Regions from separate parts of the Sus scrofa genome. Here region 1 is linked to region 2. The links are chromatin contacts, called in public HiChIP or PLAC-seq maps. All regions are on one chromosome and are shown on one strand. Each heading gives the region's core, a stretch centred on a gene start, on an enhancer-like site or on the middle of the called end of the contact. The rest is flanking DNA. Distances are from core to core; before and after follow the strand shown. Region 1 holds the start of UBA2 (SUMO-activating enzyme subunit 2). Region 2 holds the start of GPI (glucose-6-phosphate isomerase).

Region 1 (7,670 bases), core at 2,530-5,029, 65 kb after region 2:
AAGATTCCATTTCTGGGAAAGCTGAAACTGTAATGGTCTCAGTTTGGTGATGTGGAGCTTAGCACAAGCGACTCCATTTTGAGCTTGTGTCTTATTTTTTAACACGTACCCACAAAGAAAAGCAAAGTCTCAGGGTCAGGTGCCTAGTCCAACCCAGGCAAAGTGAAGAGGAAGGAGGCAGGAGAGAAGCAAAGGAAGGTGGCTCTATTCACTGAGTGTCTAGAGGGAAGAGGAAGGCTGCCACTCTGTGGAGGGCCTCTGTTAGCTTTAGCTGGTGAATGGAGCCTTTGTGAGAGCTGAGCCAAGAGTAAAGAAGCAACATCAGCACCCTATTATGTTAAGGGTGTCCCCCACCCCCCATATGATTGGGTACTCTGACCCTTTCACTTCACCACCTCAAGGATCAGGGCAACAGCCTGAGTACGCCTCACAGACAAGGCTTGGTGTGTGGGTGGTGAGCCAAGCAATGGATGAGAAAGACCACAGAAGTCAAAGCATTTTCCTGTTTTCCACTGTCAACCAAAACAACAAGGCTGCAAATAAGAGTGTATATGGGAGGAGTTCCCGTCAAGGCGCAGCAAAAATGAATCCGACGAGGAACCATGAGGTTGTGGGTTCGATCCCTGGCCTCAGTGGGTTAAAGATCTGGTGTTGCTGTGAGGTATAGTGTAGGTCACAGACGCTGTTCAGATCTGACATTGCTGTGGCTGTGGCATAGGCCGGCAGCTGTAGCTCCAATTACACTCCTAGCCTGGGAACCTCCACATGCTGCGGGTGCAGCCTTAAAAAGACAAAAAGACAAAAAGGCAAAAAAAAAAAAAAAGTGTATATGGGGACTTGAATTGCAATTCTGGAGACATGGATTTGAGTAAAACAGAGCGTTATAGGGAAGAGAAAGGGGCTTACAAAGGCAAACACCATGAGGCCGTATTTTGACACAAGAAAGGAAATATGTGTCCTTAAGGAATGGTTGTAATGAATTGTTTTAGGGTAAGGGTGTGATAAATAGGCTATCATGAGTTATATTAGGATAAATGCAATAAGTATCTTGAATTTCTGGCAAATATCTGGATACCTTCATTAGACAAGTAAGCAGTTAAAAGCTCAGATTTCATCCCCCACAATATCAAGTCCCCTTATGGAGTTTATGATCAATCTCTCTGTCCGAAACTTTATTCCCTTTCTTATCTCCTCTGACCTCAATCCTGTGCTCACTAAACGCTAATCAATCACAGCTGGATGATTAAAATTGCTGTTGTTGATAATACCATTAATGTCCTAAAATTGCTATTATATATATAATCAACATACAAACTCATGTGGTTTCTTGGGGGCAAGATGAACTAATAGACCCCTGAACCATGGACCACCAGGCAAAAGAATTGTAAGCTATACCTACTCCCAAAACTATGATTAAGAAATGTTAGAAATGGAGTTCCCGTCGTGGCGCAGTGGTTAACGAATCCGACTAGGAACCATGAGGTTGCGGGTTCGGTCCCTGCCCTTGCTCAGTGGGTTATCGATCCGGCGTTGCCGTGAGCTGTGGTGTAGGTTGCAGACGCGGCTCGGATCCCGTGTTGCTGTGGCTCTGGCATAGGCCGGTGGCTACAGCTCCGATTTGACCCCTAGCCTGGGAACCTCCATATGCCGCAGGAGCGGCCCAAGAAATAGCAACAACAACAACAACAAAAAAAAGACACTCAGACAAAAAAAAAAAAAAAAAAGAAAAAAAAGAAATGTTAGAAATGGGGAGTTCCCAACCTGGCTCAGCAGAAATGAATCCAACTAGCATCAATGAGGATGCAGGTTCAATCCCTGGCCTTGCTCAGTGGGTTAAGGATCTGGCATTGCCGTGAGAGGTGGTGTAGGTCACAGATGTGGCTTGGATCCCGAGTTGCTGTGTCTGCGGCATAGGCAAGCAGCTGTAGCTCTGATTCAACACCTAGTCTGGGAACTTCCATATGCCCAGAGTGCAGCCCTAAAAAGACAGGAGTTCCCGTCGTGGCTCAGCAGTTAACAAACCTGACCAGTATCCATGAGGATGCTGGTTTGATCCCTGGCCTTGCTCAGTGGGTTAAGGATCTGGCATTGCCATGAGCTGTGGTGTAGGTTGCAGATGTGGCTCGGATCCCACGTTGTTGTGGCTGTGGTGTAGGCTGCGGCTACAGCTCTGATTTGACCTCTAGCCTGGGAACCTCCATATATCTCAGGAAAAAAGAAAAAAAGAAAAAAAAAAAAGCTACACACAGAGTTCCCTTGTGGTGCAGTGGATTAAGGCTCTGGCAGTTGTCACTGCAGCAGCTCTGGCTGCTTCTGTGGCCTGGGAACTTTCAAATGCTGCAGGTGCAGCAAAAAAAAAGCTATGCACAATTTTAGGTTTTTTTTTTGTCTTTTGTCTTTTAAGGGCCACACCCATGACATATGGAGGTTCCCAGGCTAGGGGTCTAATTGGTGCTACAGCTGCTGGCCACAGCCACAGCCACACCAATGCAGGATCCAAGCTATGTCTTCGACCTACACCACAGCTCACAGCAACGCTAGATCCTTAACCCACTGAGCGAGGCCAGGGATCAAAACCACAATTTCATGGTTTCTAGTCAGATTCATTTCTGCTGCGCCAGGATGGGAACTCCTTGTTTGTTTGTTTTTTATGGATGCACCCACAGCATGTGGAAGTTCCTGGGCCAGGGATTGAATCTGAGCCTTTGCAGTTGTATTCTTAACCTAGTATACCACATTGAGAATTCCAACCCTCCTTCTCCCACTTTTGGCTACAATGTGCAGGGGCTTCATGTGGGATTTCAATTCCCAAACCAGGGACCGAACCTAGGTCACAGGGGTGAAAGTGCAGAGTCCTAACCATTATACCACCAGGGAACTCCTACTTGGGTTTTTGTAATCGTACTGCTGCTTTAGTCTCTAGGAAGCTTTGCTTTAGTATTCTTATCTGCAGTGCTCAAAAACAGTGTTATAAATTTTCTTTTTGCCAGTTTAATAGGTGAAAAGAATTTGAATACTATTTTGCATGTCTTTGATGAAATTTTTTTCTTTTTTGTCTTTTTACGGCTGCACTGTTGGCATATGGAAGATGCCAGCCTAGGGGTCTAATAGGAGCTGCAGCATGGCCTACACCACAGCTCACAGTGGGTCCTTAATCCACTGAGCAAGACCAGGGATGGAAACCGAGTCCTCATGGATACTAGTCAGGTTTGTTACTGCTGAGCCAGGATAGGTACTCCTTGATTAAATTTCAATATTGAGCATATCATCCATTGTCTGAGTGCTTTTTCCCATCCTTTGCCTATATATTTTATCTAGGTGACATCTGTTTTCTTTTTTCTTTCTTCCCTTTTTTTTTTGGCCACACCCGCAGCATGTGGAAGTTCTGGGCCTGGGATCAAACCAAGCCACAGCAGTGACAACACGGGATCCTTAACCTGCTGAGCCACCAGGAACTCCGACATTTGTCATCTTGTTAATATGTAAGAGCTCTTTACATAGAAGGACCTCTGTTTTCTAACCTGTAACAAGCCTTGGCTGGGAGTCCAAACCTCAGGCTACAGGACGACCCTTAGGCGTCTTAAGCCGGAAGCCGGATAGAGGAGTACACACGTCCCTGAAAGGCTCCCAGTCTCTAGCACGCCCAGAGGTGTGAACACTCCGCTTAAACTGAAGCCTGAGCTGGAGCCACCAGCCCAGGGACTCCCAAGGCCCCGCCCACTCGGCGCCCACTGGCGGCCGCAGTGCGCAGGAACGGAAGCTGAGGCGCCCCTCCCCCACCTGCTTCCGGCCGCGGCTCATTTCTCCCGCCTCCGCCTCCGCCGCGGCTCGTGGTCTTCCCGCCATGGCACTGTCGCGGGGGCTGCCCCGGGAGCTGGCCGAGGCCGTGGCCGGCGGCCGGGTCCTGGTGGTGGGCGCGGGAGGCATCGGCTGCGAGCTCCTTAAAAACCTTGTGCTCACCGGCTTCTCACACATCGACCTGGTGAGGGCCAGGCGTGCGCGCGGGCTGAATGGCGGGCCGTGGAGACGGGGCCGGGGGTTCGTGGCCCGGGGGTCGGGACCGGAGTTGGGGCGCGGGGCTGGGCCAAGAGGCCCCGGGGTCGTGGCTGCCTGCGTAGAGGAAGCTCTTCGACGGGGACGGGGCCGGCCTCGCCGCATCCCGGGCCGGCTCCGCACGCCGAGGAGGCCGAGGGGGCTGAGGGCCCGGGTCTTCCGGGCGTCCCGCGGCGGGCCGCCCCCCGCTTCCCGGGAAGCGCCAATTTGTGGCGGCTATAGGGTGTGGAAGCGGACTGGTGTCCCCGCTTCAGAACAGTTCCCCAGCTTTAACCCGAGGCAGAAGGTGATTGTCTTGTGTCCCTTATGGATGTTGAGAATGTTCAATTCGGAAGTCCCCCATAACTCAGAAATAATGATCCAGAGCAGAGTATGGCGGTAATAGCAACCTGGACCTACTGAGCGCTTGTCTGGAGCCCCCGTGCTGCCCTGAGTGGTTTACTCGCCTTAACGCATTTACTCTTCACTACTCTCATAGGCTTGTAAACGCTGCTTTCATTCCAGTTTATTTTCAACAGATAAGAGGAAAAAGGAGATGCAGTGGAGTTTAGTAACTTACCTTGGATCGCTAAGCAAGTTGTAGAACTCCTTTGGCACTCGCGCTCCTCTGTTCTGGGGGCACATAATCTGCGTTACAATCATTGTTGTCACCTTAGATCGTATGCTCGCTTATTTCGTTAAAGATGGATGTTTAGGATTTTAACTTTTGCAATGACAGGAAGTTACTGTAGTTAGAATCAAGTTATTTCTATTACTGTGAACTTTGTAATTGGAGTTGTAACCTGGAGTTTGGATGTGAGTTTACAGTGTCTTAAGGCGTAGTGAAGACATGGAATTTAAAAAAAAAAAAAAAAAAAAGTGGCTGACTGAACTAATAAATGAGTGACTAGGGGAAAAGACTATGCATTTTTGTTTGGTTCTTATAGAGTTAGTCTTTCCATTCAGTTCTGTATCACATATCCCAAATATGATTGTTGCATTGCTAATAACTCCTGGTACTTCTTTAAAAGGACCATTTTGTAATAGACAAGACAGTGAATTTGGGCACCTGAAAAATGAATGCTGATCCTTTTTATTTGGTTTAATTTCAATATAAACTTAGGAAGTACAAATAAAAAATGTTAGGTGAGTATATGTTTTGGTGATTTCACAAATATTTCATTTCTCATATTTTATTGAGATGGAATGAAAGTGGTATTAGTTATTATTATATCTTATATTTCCATATAAATATATATATATATATATTTTTTTTTTTTTTTTGGTTGGAGGTGGGGCAGGCAATGCCCTTGGCATGTGGGAGTTCCTGGGCTAGGGATCGTACCTTCAACACAACAGTGACCTGAGCCACTGTAGTGACAACCTGTTGCTCCACAAGAGAACTCTCTGCTTATATTGACTTTTAAGCAGCAATTAGTTAAGACTTAAAACCTGACACTTTTTCTTCTTCCTTGCTTTTTCTTTTTTGGTCATCCTTTGGCATATGGAGTTCGTGGGCCAGGGATCAGATCCAGGCTGCAGTCGCAACCTATGTTGCACCACCCATCCTCTTGTGCCACAGTGGGAACTCCAAAGTGTAACACTTTTAACCTTGTGTAGAATTTTACTTCTATAGCCCTCAGGTAATAATTGTAAATGAAATTATGTCATAGGTAAAGACTTTTGAATTAAAGCAGCAAAAATTCAGTAATCTGTTTGCCAGGTGTCATGTGAGAAAAAAACAGGGCACAGTTAAATCTATTATGTTTTATTTGAGAGAGTAACTAGATTGATGAAGAAATGATGGCAGTATAACACATTTTCAACTAATTTTATGGCATATAAGGGCATAGAAGGAATTTCCAGAGTTCTGGTCATGGCTCAGTGGTTAAGAAACCCAACTAGGAACGATGAGGTTGCAGGTTCGATCCCTGGCCTCACTTAGTGGGTTAAGGATCTGGTGTTGCCATGAGCTGTGGTGTAGGTTGCATATATGGCTCAGATCCCACGTTGCTGTGGCCATGGTGTAGGCCAGCAGCTACAGCTCCTATTCGACCCCTAGCCTGAGAATCTCCGTATGCCATGGGTGTAGCCCAAAAAAAAAAAAAGGAATTTCTTAATTTTTTGTCAGGATGATTAAAGAGCAAAATGTATCCTAAAATATTTTTGATTCCACAGAAAAGAGACTCATAGAATTTGGGAACAGACTTGTGGTTGCCAAGGGGAAGGGGTGGGATGGACTGGGAGTCTGGGGTTAATGGGTGCAAACTATTTCATTTGGAGTAGAGAAACAAATGAGATCCTGCTGTATAGATGTAGGGGACTATATCTAGTCACTTGTGATGGAACATGATGGAGGATAATGTGAGAAAAAGAGTGTGTGTGTATGACTGGGTCACTTTGCTGTACAGTAGAAATTGACAAAACACTAAATCAACTATAATGGAAAAAATGAAAATCACAAAATAAATAACATTTTTGAAAAAGTTATCTCTGAAATTAAATCCTGGTTTTTCTTAAAAAACATACATTAAATTATTTACTTATTTATACATGCATCATACTGTGCCTGTGGCATATGGAAGTTGCCAGATCGGGGATTGAGCCTGAGCCACAGCAGCAACTCAAAAGCCACTGCAGTGGCAACACCAGAGTCTTAACCTCCTGTGCCACAAGAGAACGCCTGCATGAAATTATTTTTATCAACTTAGCAACTTTGGTATTACTGGTTGAAAAGCATTTTCTCCACTAATGTAGAAAATATCAGAAGTTCTGGGTTATGGATGCTGAGGTAGTGATACTTATTGTTCAGACATAGAGGAAATTTGTGATTTATTTGGAGTTTATGCATTTGTAGATTGATCTGGATACTATTGATGTCAGCAACCTCAACAGACAGTTTTTGTTTCAAAAGAAACATGTTGGAAGATCAAAGGCTCAGGTAACTTTGTATTTCTCCTATCGTTTTCTGTTTAGCCGTTTATATTTCTGCCCTTTGGTGGCTCTTCTATTTATGGACTCTGGTATGAGGGAGATCATGGGGAAGCCATCTCCTTGTACCTGAGGGATTGTGACAAGTAAGATCTGTCCAGTAAAGGACTGAAGACTGTCCTCATTTTTCGGTCTGCAGGGGAAATAAAAGTACTCTACCCAAACCTGTAAATGGTGTCCCTCTCTTACTTAAATTTCTGATTATTTACTTGGCACGAGCTTTGTGTTCCTATATTCCCTGGAGGTTGGTTGGCTGCTCCTGTACTTGGGAGCTTGAGAAGCTACACCCTGTGCTGTTGTTCTCTTTAAAAGACAGTCTCCCCGACTTATCTTTAGTTCCTTGAATGTCCATCTTGATTCAGGTTTTTAAACATTTTTTCCCTTTTCTTCTCTTCTAGGCTTTTGGGCAAACTTCCACTCTTCTTTACACATTTCAAATTTTCTCTAGGAGTGCTTTCCTAAACCTCTTAGACTGAGTCAGATCTTTCTCTCATAACTACCTCTACTTTTATTTTTGTCTTTTTAGGGCCACACCAGCGGCATATGGGGGCTCCCAGGCTAGGGGTCCAATTGGAGCTACAGCTCCCAGCCTACACCACAGCCACAGAAACAACAGATCCGAGCCACATCTGTGACCTACACCACAG
Region 2 (7,369 bases), core at 4,079-6,578:
TGCCACTGGAGCAGTCTCTTGAATTTTCTGAGCCAGATTTATTTTTGATTGTGGTTGTCAGCCTCTTGAAGCCTCCAAGCTTCCCTTCCCTCGGATTATGACCCCTAAAATGTGCGGTTTGCACGCAGGGCTTGATATAGCATATGGTGCTGAGTATGGTGATGGTGGTAGAAATACAGGTGTAGCTTTTGTCAGAATATAAAATTACCTTAATATTTTTCCAAACCACAGACCCCACACACACCCCATACTCCAATGTCCGATCACACTGCCACCAGTGCACCTTTCCTGGTGGCTTCCTCCCCACTGCCCTACATAGATCCTTAGATCTAGTCAAGGACGCCAGTGTTAATCCCGTGGTTGAATTCTCCTGCCTCTGCCTTTGCCCTTGCTGCTGTCCTGTTAGAGGTGCCATTCTTGGCCAATTCCACTTGTAAAATTCTACCCAAACATCAGATGCAATATCATTAAGGCCCAATTGATGTTAAAACAGGGCTGGGATGGTGGGGAGGGAAAGGAGGGACTGCCCACACTTTGCTGCACATTTTTCCTAAAGCTGAAGAGTCAGAAAGTGGCAGGCAGGACAGGGTTGTGATTAAGAACAAGGCTCAAGGGAGTTCCTGTTGTGGTTCGGCGGTAACACACCCGACTAGTATCCATGAGGACTCGGGTTCAATCCTGGCCCCCACTCAGTGGTTAAGGATCAGGTGTTGCCCGGTCACAGATATAGCTTGGATCTGATGTGGCAATGGCAATGGCTGTGGCATAGGCCAGCAGCTCTGATTTGACCCCTAGCCTGGGAATTTACATGTGTCGCAGGTTCACCGACACCCCCCCCCCCCAAATCCAAAATCCAAATCCAACTGCAGTGGCTGGGGTCGCTGCGGAGTGGGTTCGATCCCCAGCCCCGGTGCTGTGAGTTAAAGGATCCAGTATTGCCGCAGCCTCAGCTTAAATTCGATCCCTGGGCCAGGAACACCCCCATGCGGCCATTAAAAAGAAAAATCCTCAGGTGATTCTCTACTTAGTAGCAAAGTGGCTATTTTCGGATTTCTTAACCTGTCTGTCAAATGGGGAGGACAAGAGGATGTCCCTCCCGGGGCTGCTAGGAGGGTTGTGAGGGAGAGAATTTAGCATAAGGCTCTACACACAGTCATTTGGCAGGAGTAATGGTGTTAAAGTAATGGTTACTTTCTTAGTAGTTGGATGATGAATGGCTTTCAATTAATAACAGTCCTTCTTTGTGCTACCCCTTCTTGCATTTTCTCTCCATAGCTACTGTGAGTTGTGGCCCTCCAGAGAGGAATCTAGTTTTCTGCTAATATGAAAAAATCCAGGAGTTCCCATCCTGGCTCCGCAGAAACAAATCTGACTAGCATCCATGAGGACACTGGTTCGATCCATGGCCTCTCTCAGGGGGGTCAAGGATCCAGCGTTTCTGCGAGCTGTGGTGTGGGTCACAGACACGGCTCGGATCTCACGTTGCTGTGGCTGTGGTGTAGGCTGGCAGCTGCAGCTCCGATTTGACCCCCTAGCCTGGGAGCCTCCATGTGCCACGGGTATGGCCCTCAAAAGACCAAAAAAAAAAAAAAAAATCCACGTAACTTTGGAGTTTCAAAATACAATGTTAAACTTAAAATATTGGGGCGATCTGGGATTATCGGGGAAAATCTGGAGTAACTGAATCTGCTGCGAATCACAGAGGTCAAACCACTGGAGGTGTACTTTTTAACTGAATGTTAAAAAGAAGATGAAACCCTCATGGGGTTCCCTTCATGGCTCAGCGATAACGAACCCGACTAGGATCCATGAGGACCAGGGTTCAATCCCTGGCCTCGCTCAGTGGCTTAAAGGATCTGAGTTTTTCCTGCTGGCATCAGGTCCCAGGAAAGGACTTCATTTGGCTGGCTTAGGTCATGTGTTCATCTCTGATGCAATCATAGAAGCAGAGGAGGAAAGCCAAGACTGGGAGGCACTGGTTTTGGACAAAGACAACAGACAAAGAGACATCCCTGCGGTAACCAAAAAGAGCCTGCTAGAAAAAGGGAGATAGTGGCTACTCTTGGGCTAGAGTCATGGGAGGACTCATGGGGCAAGTGGATGATGGGACAGTGGCTGCTCAGACTGGCTTCCTTATTGGATGAAGTTTGTTCTGAAACACAGGATTGAGGGTGTGAGAATGCTGTTCTGGGCAGACAGGTAACTTGCTTGGATGGGAGACTCTGGTTGGAGTGCTTCCCAGGAACTCTAGTAAGAACAGATGCTGTTTAGCACAAGTCATGATTGTGCCAGGTCTGGGAAACCCAGTTAAATCTCAGAGGTGAAGAGGATCAAAGCTCTGGGTAAATAAGGGCCATGTGGACAGGACTGTTCCCTGCAAAATCCTGTAACCATTCATTTCTTCAGTCTTTGGCCCCTCTTTTTTTCCCTTCTTCTTTTTAAAATTATTGTATTTGGAGTTCTCTTTGTGGCACAGCGGAAATGAATCCAACTAGGAACCATGAGGTTGCAGGTTCGATTCCCGGCCTCACTTAGTGTGTGAAGGATCTGGCATTGTGTGAGCTGTGGTGTAGGCCGGCAGCTGTAGCTCCAATTAGACCCCTAGCCTGGGAACCTCCATATGCCAAGGGTGCAGCCCTAAAAAAAAAAAAGAAGAAGAAGAATAAAAAATTATTTTATTTTTTTTATTTTTAGGGCCGTACCCTTGGCATATGGAAGTTCCCGGTCTAGGGGTCAAATCGGAGCTACAGCTGCCGGCCTACACCACAGCCACAGCAACTGGGGATCTGAGCCGCATCTGCAACCTACACCACACTGAGCAAGGCCAGGGATCAAACCCGAATCCTAGTGGATACTAGTCAGATTCGTTTCCGCTGTGCCTTGACAGGAACTCTTTTTTTTTTTTTTTTTTTTAATTGCCGCACCCACAGCATGCAGAAATTCCAGAGCCAAGGATCAAACCTGCACCACAGCAGTGACCCAGGCCACAGCAGTGACAATGCTGGATACTTAACCCACTGAACCACCATGGAACTCCTCCTTCTTTATCTTTAAAAACTCAAATAATTCTGGGCAGAGAGAGAATAGGCACTTGCAGAGGCCAGAGGTGGCAGTGACTGTGTGGAGCTGGGAGATGGGCCAGAGGAAGCCCTGGGGAGGCCTGGGACTGCAGAGGAGGGAGCACACTCCTGAATGCATATGGATGGCCTTCCTGGGGGAACTGGGTGATGGAGAATCTCAGTTTGAGTGCCCAGTTCTTGGACCTCTTCTCTCTGACTGTATTTACTCCCTCTCACCCAGACTTCCATCTAGGCTTTTAAGTTCAAATGCTATCTTTTGGAGTTCCCGTCATGGCTCAGTGGTTAACGAGTGCAACTAGGAACCATGAGGTTGCGGGTCCAATCCCTGGCCTTGCTCAGTGGGTTAAGGATCCAGTGTTGCCATGAGCTGTGGTGTAGGTTGCAGACTCGGCTCGGATCCTGCGTTGCTGTGTCTGTGGTGTAGGCCAGCAGCTACAGCTCCTACTGGACCCCTAGCCTGGGAACCGCCATAGGCCGTGGGAGCGGCCCAAAGAAATAGGCAAAAAGGCAAAAGGCAAAAAACAAAAAACAAAAAAAAAAAAACGCAAATTCTATCTATTCACCATGACTCCCAAGTTTTTCCTCCTGCTTGAACCATCTCTCTTCATACTCCAGTTGTAAACACCCAGCTCAACACCTCCACTAAGATGTCTAATATGTTTTGAAAACTTAACATGTCAAAAAAGCAAGATCATGGGAGTTCCCATCATGGCACTACAGAAATGAATCCAAATAGGAACCATGAGGTTTAGGGTTCAATCCCTGGCCTCGCTCAGTGGGTTAAGGATCTGGTGTTGCCACAGCTGTGGAGTAGGTGGCAGAATTCAGCTTAGATTCAAACCCTGGCCAAAAGGGGAAACAAACAAACAAAAAAAAAAACCTTGATCTTTCCCCTAAAACTTGCATTTCTCCAAGATGCAATGGTGATTCCATTTTCCCAGGAACTCGGGTAAAAAACTGGATGTCGGTTATTGACTGTTCTTTTTCTTTCTCTTATTCTTCACTCAATATATCTAGGTCACCACACCCAACTTCTCCTACCCTGACACCTTCATTCCTGGGTTAAATTATTGTTTCACTGTCCCATCTGTTGTCCGTACTTCCATGTCTACTGAATTGTGGATCTGATCCTTTGTAAAACATGTCAGATGATGTCCCGCCTTTCCTTAAACCCTTCAATGGCTTCCCATCTCTCTTAGAATAAAAACCAAAGTTCTCACAATGACTTGTTGCCTTCCTTCCCTCTCTGACCTCATCTTCTATTGCTTGCCCTTCATTCACTCCAGCCACACTTGCCTCCTTCTGTGGCTGAGCCATCTAAGCATGCTCTCTGTGGGAATTTTGCAGTTGCTCTTCCCATTGTCTGAATACTTCTCCCCCAGTTAGCCAGCTGGCTTGCCTCCTCACCTTCTTTAGGCTTTGGCTCAAATGCCACTTTTTTTTTTTTTTTTTTTTGTCTTTTGGGTTTGTTTTTCCTTTGTTTGTTTGTTTGTTTTGTTTTGTTTTTTTGTCTTTGCCATTTCTTGGGCTGCTCCCGTGGCACATGGAGGTTCCCAGGCTAGGGGTCGAATTGGAGCTGTAGCCACCGGCCTACGCCAGAGCCACAGCAACAAGGGATCCGAGCCGCGTCTGTGACCCACACCACAGCTCACGGCAACACCGGATCCTTAACCCACTGAGCAAGGCCAGGGATCGAACCCCAAACGTCATGGTTCCTAGCCGGATTCGTTTCCGCTGCGGGACGACGGGAACTCCCTCAAATGCCACTTCACTAGTGAATTTTCCATTGACCATTCTATTCAATATTGCAACCTCTATTCCCAGCTTTCCTTTTCTCAGTAGCACTTACCAGCATCTGACATGCCATACGTCTTACTTGTCACACATGTATCTGCAACACCTATAACACTGCCTGGAACATGGAAGGTGTTGCGTGAGTGAATGAATGAACTAATGAAGCAGGCCGGGGCCAAGGGGGCTCGGCCTCTGTTCCCCAGTCACTTCCAGGCAGAGGTCGGCAGAGAGGCAGCGCAAGTGGCCGCCTGGTGTCAAGAAGGACGAGACGTCCCGAGCCACTGCTGCTGACCAAGTCTTCCCCGCGCCGGCGCCGACAGAAGGGCAGAGGGCCGGGCCGGGGCGGGGCCGGGGCGGGGCCGGGCGCCTGCGCCATAAAGTCCGCTGGGCGCCTCCCGCCTCCGCCTGCAGCGCGCCGCCCGCCCCGCTTCCTCGTTCGCGTCCGCAGGGGTCCGTGTTTCCAGCCGCTTTCGCCATGGCTGCACTCACCCAGAACCCGCAGTTCAAGAAGCTGCAGACCTGGTACCACGAGCACCGCTCTGACCTCAACTTGCGCCGCCTTTTCGAAGGGGACAAGGACCGCTTCAACCACTTCAGGTGCGCGCTCGCGGCCAGGGGCGGGATGCGGCTCGCGGGGTCCCGCTGTGCAGGACCAGGGCCGGGTTGGCGGGGTGGCGGTCCCCGGGGGGCCCCCCGGCGACGAATCCCGGTCCAGGCCCAGGCCGCACTTCGTCCTTGACGCCTCCTTGAAGCAGGTTTCCGGGTGCTCGCCGGAGGTCTCGGGCCCGGCTGCTTAGTCATGAGGAGTGGGCCCCTGCGCCGCTTCCCCTCCTCTGTGGCATCTTTCTCCCGTTCTCCCCTCACCCCATCCCCCGCCAGTCCCTCTAGGCCATTGAAGCAGGCCATCCTTCCCCGTCGTGAGCAAGGGCCCTCGCTGACGCAGCACGGGCGGAAGGGCTGCCCACTTCCACCCGGTCCTGGACTGGGAACCATCTGCGGGGTGCACAGGGTGGGGCGGGGGGAGGTTGTGGGGAGCCGCGGTGGAAGGGTGGAGAGGCGGGGGGGGTGATTCCTGTCCATGAGGCTAGGGTCAGATGCCCACGAAGGACCCAGGAAAGGAAGAAATCTTGAGGGGCAGGAATGGTCACTGGTGCAGGTGTTGGGGGAGGGGAGGTCTGTGGCTCCAGGCTGGAAGTCCCTGATGGCCAGCCCTGTTATCTAGGTCCTTCGCTGAGTAAGCTCAGTTGCAGAGTGGAAGCTCTGGGAGGGAATGGTCACTCCCTGGCCTAGGCAGGGGGGCACACGCAGCTCTGCCTTCCCATCCCCCAGCTCAGTTTTAGCAGAGGGAAGGTGCCTCGGGGGTCTGCATCTTGTTCTGTGGGGCTGGCCCCTTGCAGTGTGCTGCTGCTGCAGCAGGTCAGCTTGGTGGGTGTGCAGGTGACAGTTGACACCACTTGCGCTGGCCAGCTGAGGCATGTTTGGATTTGGCACAGGGAGGATGTTTTTTTTGGAAGCATCTCTGGTCAGGGAGCAGGCTGGGGTGGTGTCAGCAGCTTCTGCCATCTTTCTGCAGCTTGAACCTCAACACCAACCATGGCCGTATTCTGTTGGATTACTCCAAGAATCTTGTGACGGAGGCTGTGATGCAGATGCTGGTGGACCTGGTAATATTCGGCTGATGGAGGCTTGACCTGCGAGCCACAGTGTGGTGGGCTCCTGGAGCCCCCAGGTCCTTGAGCATGTTTACGTCTTTCTCAGTGGACCTCAGCAATTGCCTCTGTGCCCCTCCCCCGGCTCAGGTTCTGACCAGCAGGGGACCTAGTGCCTGATGTCTGAGCAGACTCTTCCCAGGCAGGGGTGGAGGTGGGGGTGGGGGGAAGACACCCAGACTGTAGCCATCTGTCAGCCCCACTGGGGGCTGCACCAAGCCTTGCACTTGGGGGCTTGGACTCTCGGGGGCCAGCGTGGGTGGGACCAGGCCTCAGTGTCTTCTCTTCTCAGGCCAAGTCCAGGGGTGTGGAGGCTGCCCGGGAGCGCATGTTCAATGGTGAGAAGATCAACTTCACCGAGGTAAGTAGGCTGATAGACGGCAGACGCTGCATACCCTCTATAGCCTCTTCCGTCCCTTTGGGGTTCATCTGACTGTTAGCAACATCACCCTGTGTCTACACCCCTCCTCTTAGGCAATACTTTTGCTTAATGAGAGGCCCTAAAGGCCTGTTTCCTCAAGTGAGTTGCAGGGCCTTGGTGAGCATGGGATAGCTCTCGGTGTGGGCTGGGAACAGCAGTTCTCAAGCCTGCAGGGAGAGGGCTTCTCAAGGCATGCTCAGAGAAGTTAACTGGATCTGTCCCTTTTTTAAATTTTATTTCAGAGTATACTTGATTTAAAACGTTAGTCTCAGGTGTACAGCAAAGTGATTCAGTTATACATTTACATATATCCATTCTTTTTCAGATTCTTTACCCATGTTGGTATTACAGAATATTGATTAGCG

Evidence for each region. HiChIP or PLAC-seq counts read pairs in DNA pulled down with a chosen protein or histone mark.
Region 1: an H3K27ac HiChIP or PLAC-seq map of skeletal muscle shows a contact between it and region 2. The contact joins the promoter of UBA2 here to the promoter of GPI in region 2. A contact is called at or near these places in 1 of 5 promoter capture datasets (liver), 9 of 47 Hi-C or Micro-C datasets (alveolar macrophages, embryonic fibroblasts, heart right ventricle and 3 more) and 2 of 2 datasets of contacts at active chromatin or transcription factors (alveolar macrophages and skeletal muscle).

The regions. Positions count from the first base shown.
Region 1 is chr6:44,099,371-44,107,040 of Sscrofa11.1, forward strand. UBA2 (SUMO-activating enzyme subunit 2) reads left to right here and starts at 3,780. Exons shown (of 19, transcript XM_021097539.1): 1 at 3,780-3,982; 2 at 6,890-6,973. The coding sequence starts at 3,845.
Region 2 is chr6:44,033,046-44,040,414 of Sscrofa11.1, forward strand. GPI (glucose-6-phosphate isomerase) reads left to right here and starts at 5,329. Exons shown (of 18, transcript NM_214330.1): 1 at 5,329-5,471; 2 at 6,448-6,538; 3 at 6,876-6,944. The coding sequence starts at 5,350.